Linked DNA regions of Mus musculus: region 1 is linked to region 2. Evidence: chromatin contacts called from public promoter capture Hi-C data. All regions are on one chromosome and are shown on one strand. The core of a region is the stretch at or near the end of the contact, and the rest is flanking DNA. Distances in the headings are between cores, read along the strand shown.

Evidence for each region. Capture Hi-C pulls out chosen DNA fragments and counts their contacts.
Region 1: a contact with region 2 is called in a promoter capture Hi-C map of pancreatic islet. The contact joins the promoter of Psmf1 here to the promoter of Fkbp1a in region 2. A contact is called at or near these places in 2 of 39 promoter capture datasets (macrophages and pre-B cells), 7 of 484 Hi-C or Micro-C datasets (CD4 T cells, embryonic stem cells, erythroblasts and 2 more), 7 of 115 datasets of contacts at active chromatin or transcription factors (double positive thymocytes, effector CD8 T cells, embryonic stem cells and 4 more) and 5 of 9 other capture datasets (adipose tissue, embryonic stem cells, liver and 2 more).

What each region holds. Positions count from the first base shown.
Region 1 is chr2:151,739,413-151,742,620 of GRCm38.p6, reverse strand. Psmf1 (proteasome (prosome, macropain) inhibitor subunit 1) reads left to right here and starts at 1,311. Exons shown (of 7, transcript NM_212446.2): 1 at 1,311-1,610. The coding sequence starts at 1,482.
Region 2 is chr2:151,540,623-151,543,880 of GRCm38.p6, reverse strand. It overlaps Fkbp1a (FK506 binding protein 1a), which reads right to left and starts at 1,398. Exons shown (of 5, transcript NM_008019.3): 1 at 1,137-1,398; 2 at 1,016-1,063. The coding sequence starts at 1,173. It overlaps Gm14167 (predicted gene 14167), which reads left to right and starts at 1,410. Exons shown (of 3, transcript NR_166213.1): 1 at 1,410-1,628; 2 at 2,277-2,458; 3 at 2,996-3,155.

The DNA.
Region 1 (3,208 bases), core at 62-2,561, 200 kb before region 2:
TATGCTATATGCTTTTACAGGAACATTTCTTCTTTATTCTTCCATGAGAGTTCTGTGCAATTGGCCATTTCTTAATCCAAGAAACCCTTCCTGATCCTTGCTTGGAACATAGGCTTCCTGTGGGCCTTGTATAGCTCTCTCAGCACCCCCAAATGACAGATTTCATACTGGATTGCTTTTTGTCTATTAAAAAGAAACACTACAAAGTTCCATCAGGGCAAGACCTGTGGCATGTTAACCTAGGCATGAGAGCTGAGAGAAGTCAAGGTCACTGGAGCCAAGGAGATCAGAGAATGAAAGGACACTTGGAGGTGATATCAGAAAGGCACAGGGCCTGTGGAGTGAGAGGGTGACAGACCTAGAGTGAACTTCGCCTTTGAGGTGTGGCTTGGGCCTAAGGAACATGGTCTTCCCTGTGTTTTAACAGAATCTCTCTGGTTGTAGGGTGAAACCAGTGTAGCATACAAGGCTGATGCCAGGCAACCAAGAAAAAAAAAATGACAATGGTTTGGGTCATGGTACCAACCAACATGGCAAAATTTATTTGTCTACAAAAAAGTATTGGACTTCAAGAAACATGGAGAAACAACAGGTGGTTAAAAAAATCTTGATGGAGATTGGGGCACAAGTGGCTAGCATTTGTCAGTTATCTCTGGGCTCTAGATGTGGTCAAAAGCTGTGTTTACTTGGGTGAAGTCATTTCACTCTTTCTGCTCTTTATATCACTCGCAAAGTGAGGATGGGTAATAAAATATACCCCATGAATTTGTTGAGAGGGGATGTAAAGGTTTTGGCACAGGATTTAGCATGCAATCAACATACATATAAATGCTATCCTAGAGACCAAATTACCAGTTCCCAGGGGCACCTCTATTGCTCACTGGCTGATTGTGACACGATTTCCAAATCTATGTAGTGGCAGAGTACTGTCATCAATACCAACTGTATAATACTGGATCTGGAAATTTTGATAAATGCATTAAAGTTTAGCATGTAGAATAAAGTGCTATCAGGCAAGAAGTACTGCAGGCATGCTAATAAATTACGATGAAAACATCTAAGACAGATTGCCTAAATTTTCCCCCGGCCTAGTACACACTCCACTTCGCAGATGAGAAGTCTACTGTAGTTGGTAGAAGGCAGTCTCTCCCCAGGAACGAACAGCCTGGCACTCAGCAGTCGCCTGCTGCAGGCAAAAAGGCTTTGAGAAGATAAGCCCTAGCCTGCGCGCTTCTTAGTGGAACCTTCTAGTTCGGTGCAGGTGTTTCCAGCCCGGAGCACGCACAAAGTCAACAAGTATTTCCGGTGCGCGTCTCTGCGTTTCCGCGTTTCCACTTTTCCGCGCAGGTGCGGACAGAGCCGAAAGCGAAGGCGGCATCAAAAGGCGTCGCTGCCGCTCGCGGTCCCGCTTCTCTTAGGCGGAGCGGCTTTCTGCATAGTCCCCTCCTTTTCTTCCTTTCCCACAGAAGCCGCAAACATCCATGGCGGGTCTCGAGGTTCTCTTCGCGTCGGCCGCTCCATCCATGAGCTGCCCGCAGGACGCACTCGTCTGCTTCCTGCACTGGGAAGTGGTGACAAACGGCTACTATGCCTTGGGCACGGGCGACCAGGTACGCGGGTGGAGGGGAGTCTGCAGCCCGAGGCCCAAAGGCCTGCCCTGACCGTGCCAAAGCCAGGGCCCGAGCGAGGCTTCTGATGCCGCACTTTAGCGCGCCTGGTGCTGGTGCCGACAACGGGCACAGCGTGCGTGTAAACTCGGGAACGGACGTGTAAAGGCGTCCCCGACACAGCCGGGGTTGTGTGGATCTGACTGAGACAGGCTAGTAGCTTCCTCAAGGTCCTCATCCACCAGTTTACCCAAAGCATCTGCCGTAGAATACTCCGTGCTACACCCTCAACTCCAAGCATCTGGATTCAAGCACTGGTGTGGCAGTGAACTTTGACCTACTCAGCCATATTCTAGGACCCCTTCTTCGAGGGGACAGTGTTTGGATTTCAGACTTGAATGCTGCGTTTGATTCTTGCTGTCCGTTCTCCTGAAGTACTTTCTGGGCTCAGGCTGCCCTTGCCTCCATTCTCTGCTGATGGGTATGCGTTTTCAGGGTAGAAGCCAAAAAAAAATTTTTTTTAATTAATTAGTTAAAAATTGAGAGGCCATTAACTGTTAATTTATCTACTAGAGAGTTTTATTTTCCAGCCTGTGGCCAGCAGATTAGTAATGCTTGCTGGACTCAGCAGGTATTTGTGTTGGTCCTCTAGCTGCCTCCTGCCACCCTCCTTCTGTGGGTGATGAGAGGAACAAAGCACGCACTTGACTGGGTAATACCAACTCAGCAGCTAAAGAGTCATGCTGCCCACTTTCTCTTTGCTTTTTTGCCTCCAGTGCTATAGAGCTGGGCTTGTAATATTTGATCTCAAGAACATGTTTGTTGACTTGAACAAACAGGCATTGATTGGTCTCCTTATTGAGGGCACGGCTACTCCCCATGAGAGCTCTGTAGCCGTGTGAGATAAGGTCAGTGGAGGGCCATGGAGATGGCCATAGATACGAGTTAGAAAAATTGGCATTGTGTTGTGGGAGTCTGAAGATTATAAAGAGAGAATGACCTGTTTATGTGTGCAGTTTTGGTTGGTTGGTTGGTTGGTTGGTTGCATTCTAGCCCAGAGGCACTAGGGTGAGCCCAGTGGCCATTAAGGAATGTTTCTAGCCTCAGGATTTTGTCTATAGAAGACAGCTAGCTTTACCTTTCTTTACCTTACCAGTCTGTCTGGAAGAATCTCCAGCCTGCCCTGCTCTAACCTTTCATAGGTCGCAGCCACTCTCAGGCCTTTGAGTCTTCATCTGAGGAAGTTACATGGTACAAACATATGCTTTCGTTATCTGCCAACCATAGCCTTGTGGGACACTTGATATTTTATATCAAGGTGCAGAGGACAGCCACATGATGTGTTGGGCCTGTCTAGCTTCTGTTTTCTGTGGAGTATCCGTTTCACCTTACCACAGTGAGGCTGTGAGCTTTACCTGACCCTAGCGATTATTTCTTGCTCCGGAATGAAGGTGTCGAGGTGGGGAGCAGAGCAGGTTGTCTGTAAGTCAAGAGCGCCTGCTGGTAGGGCCAGTGCTGTCCATGTAGGACAGGAGAGAGTCAAAGGTCTTGACTGAACACAGGTAAGGTCTGCCAGCCCTGCCTTAAACACCCGAGTCACC
Region 2 (3,258 bases), core at 149-2,648:
GAGCCAGAACAGCTTGGCCAGATCAGGCAGGAAAAAAAAAAAAAGGTGGGGGTGGTGACAGTGGAGGGGAGCAGGGAGAAGCAGACGAAACAGAGGAAGGATGGGGAGGGGGACAAAGGAAAGGGTGGGAAAGGGAAGGAGGGGGAGGGAAGCCGATTCATATCAGCTGTGGCTACACCACTCTGCCTAGCTATGAAGGCACAGTCAGCTCCCCCTCCCCCTCCCCAACCCAGGAAGACCTTGTAAGGGCATGGAGTAAAAAATGGTCCCAGGGCCAGCAGTCTTGATGCTTCAATTCTGGCTGAGTATGCGCGTCTTTAAAATCTCCTTTGACTTAGTTACTGTGCACTGCATTCACGACCCCCCAGTTTCCTTTATCTTTAAAAATGGGGGTGAGAAAGTCTCTACTCCCAGAAAGGGGAAAGGAAAATGTTATGGTATACATCCTTTGGTCTGGAAATCACTGCCATGGAGGCTGAGATTTGCAAGTGGGTCAAAGAGAAATAGACATTGCATTATCTATTTCTGAGAGGGCACGTGAAGCCACAATAATGACTTCGCAAGTGGGTCGTTTCCCACCCGCCCCAGAAAGGTGAATTCAAGGGTTTCCCTGGGAAAGGGTGGCTGGGCAGACTAGGAATTTTCTCCCCTTCTATCTACTGAAGGAAGAATCCCGACGCACGAAGAAGGCATCAAGCCATCGGGGTTCAGAAACGGTTCAAATCTTCCCGAAGGGTCCCTGGCCGGGAGCGTGTGACCTCCGCCAGGCGATGAGTTCGCCCCAGCCTCAGTTTCTACGGTTGGACAGTAGGCTCCCTGCGGCATCCGGGGCCGCACACCGTTCAGGGCGGACGAGACTGCGCCAACCCCATGTCCCGTTCGGCGCGGCGGGCCCAGCCTGTCCCTCGGGGCATGGCCACCGCCCAGGCCTCGGCCGCCGGCCACGCGGCCACCACGCCCCGACTCCCCAGCCGCCGCCCCTCCCGCCCGGCCCCACCCGGCCGGTCCGACTCACCCGTGTAGTGCACCACGCAGGTCTGGCCGCGCTTTGGGAAGGTGCGCCCTGAGGAGAGACAAGACTGCAGGTGAGTGGCTGCGAGCGGCGGCCGGGAAACGGGCGGCGGGTGTCTACTCACCGTCTCCAGGAGAGATGGTCTCCACCTGCACTCCCATGGCGGCGGCGGCGGCGGCGGCGTTGGCGGAGGAGGAGGAAAAGGACGCGGGTGGCGGCGCGACGGGCGGCGTGGAGCCGGAGCGGACCTGGCGGCGGTTCAGAGGTTCGGCTTCGTCCCTCTCGTGGCTCCTGCGCACGCGCACCGCACCGCACGGCACGCCCCGCCCTATTTGCGCGAGGCGCTCACATCCCTGAAGCGGGGCAGCTAGGCGGAGGGACCGGAAGTCCGGAGGCCACAGACCCCCGGATGCAGCTGCGGCGGAAGGCGCGTCCTGTTGGCTACTCCCGGTTTTCCTCTGCGTTTCTCCGCCTCGGAGACGCCGCAGTAATAACGGGCCCACCAGCTACTGACGAGCTCACTCAGAGATGCTTTACTTGCGCACACCTAACTAATTGCCCTGTAAGGACGATAGCTGTGAGTAGGCCTTGTACCTGTGGAACCAAGGAAACGTCTGTAAGTGGCCCTAGGTTCCGAGCTCCTTCTTGGAAGAGTCAGTATTAACACTAGCCTGCGTGAAAGCCCACTCTTCCACGAATACGTATATATTAAATATATGGAAATAGAGAGGGGAGTGGTGGCGCACGACTTTAATCCCAGCCCTGGTGTAGTCTACAGAGCGAGTTCCAGAGCAGCAAGGGAAGATAACCCCTGTCTCAAACAAACAAAAAGAAAAAAGTCATATATGTATGTATGGGGCTCTTGTGAGTTTTGCTTGAATACCTTCAGTACTTTAAAGAATAAAAACTTAATGGGCTGGAAAGATGGCTCGGGTGTTAAAAGCACTGGCTGCTCTTCCTGAGTTCAATTCCCACACCCACACGGCAGTTCACAACTATCTGTTACCTCCAGTTCCAGGGAATCATATACTCGGTGTACAGATGGATACATAGACAGAACACTCATTCACATAAAATAAAACTGCCAGGGTTGCTGGTGCAGACCTGTAACCCCAGTGCTGAGGATAGGAACACAGTCAGTCTAGCCTATTCAGTGAGCTCCAGGCCAGTGAGAAACCTTGTATTAAAAGAGGTAGACAGAGACCATAGAGACCACGTTCCCAAAGACCACGTGTCCAGCTGAACCAATCTGCCTCCATCTTAGGCTGAATTCAGAAATTCAGAAGCTGGATCCTGCCCTCTGGCCCTCTGGGACTGAGGAATTGTACCTTAGGGGTGCACACCTTGGAGAAAGCACACACCTCCAGTTTGTTGGACAGCAGGATCAAAAACCAACCCACCAACACCTTAAAAACATATGTATTTATTTTATGGAGGCATCCTCTGGTAAGTCATAGAAACTTTTAATGTTTTTTTTTTTGGTGACATCTGGTTTCTGGTTCTGTCAGATCCCAATCTAGGGACTATAAACTGCTCCAGAGGCGATCTACACCACAACAGCTCCACAAACAAAACCAAAAAGTCCTGGACTTGCTGAAAGTTGATATAAATCAGTCTAGTCGATGTGATACTTCCTGTCTCTTCATCTGGGTCAGCAAACCAGCTTCGGATGAATACCTCACTACCCTAGCCCACCCTGGCCTTTGGGTAATACCCCAGCCTTACTGGGCTCTAACAGTGGCATCCTAATTTTTGCAGGAAGTAGGTTTAGAGGAGAATACATCTCTTGTTCTCAACAAAGGGTCGGAATATTAGGTCTAATGGAACTAACTCCCTGGCAAAGGAGACAAAATAAGTACTTAAAGAACTTATTGGCATACCAAGATTATGTGGCCTTAAAATATTGGTTTTATCTATGCTAACCAAACAGGTATAATTTATGATTTCATCATTTGATATGCTCCAAATTTTGTTTTCACCCAGATAAAGAATGCTAAGACCTTACCAAAGATTTCACAGGGACACAGAAGACAAGCAGGGAATGAAGATCCAGCCTGCAACCATCTTAGGCTTAAAAGCCATCTTATCATAAAGACAAAGGAGGTCCATTCCTATTTATGATTAAACTTCTGTTTTTCAAGGATTGGGCTATGACTCACCTGTAATCTTAACTACAAATAGTTCAGTACTGCCTGTTCCAGGAATGGCAGTCATGTCTTTGTTTCAAAGAATTGTTTATAACCATC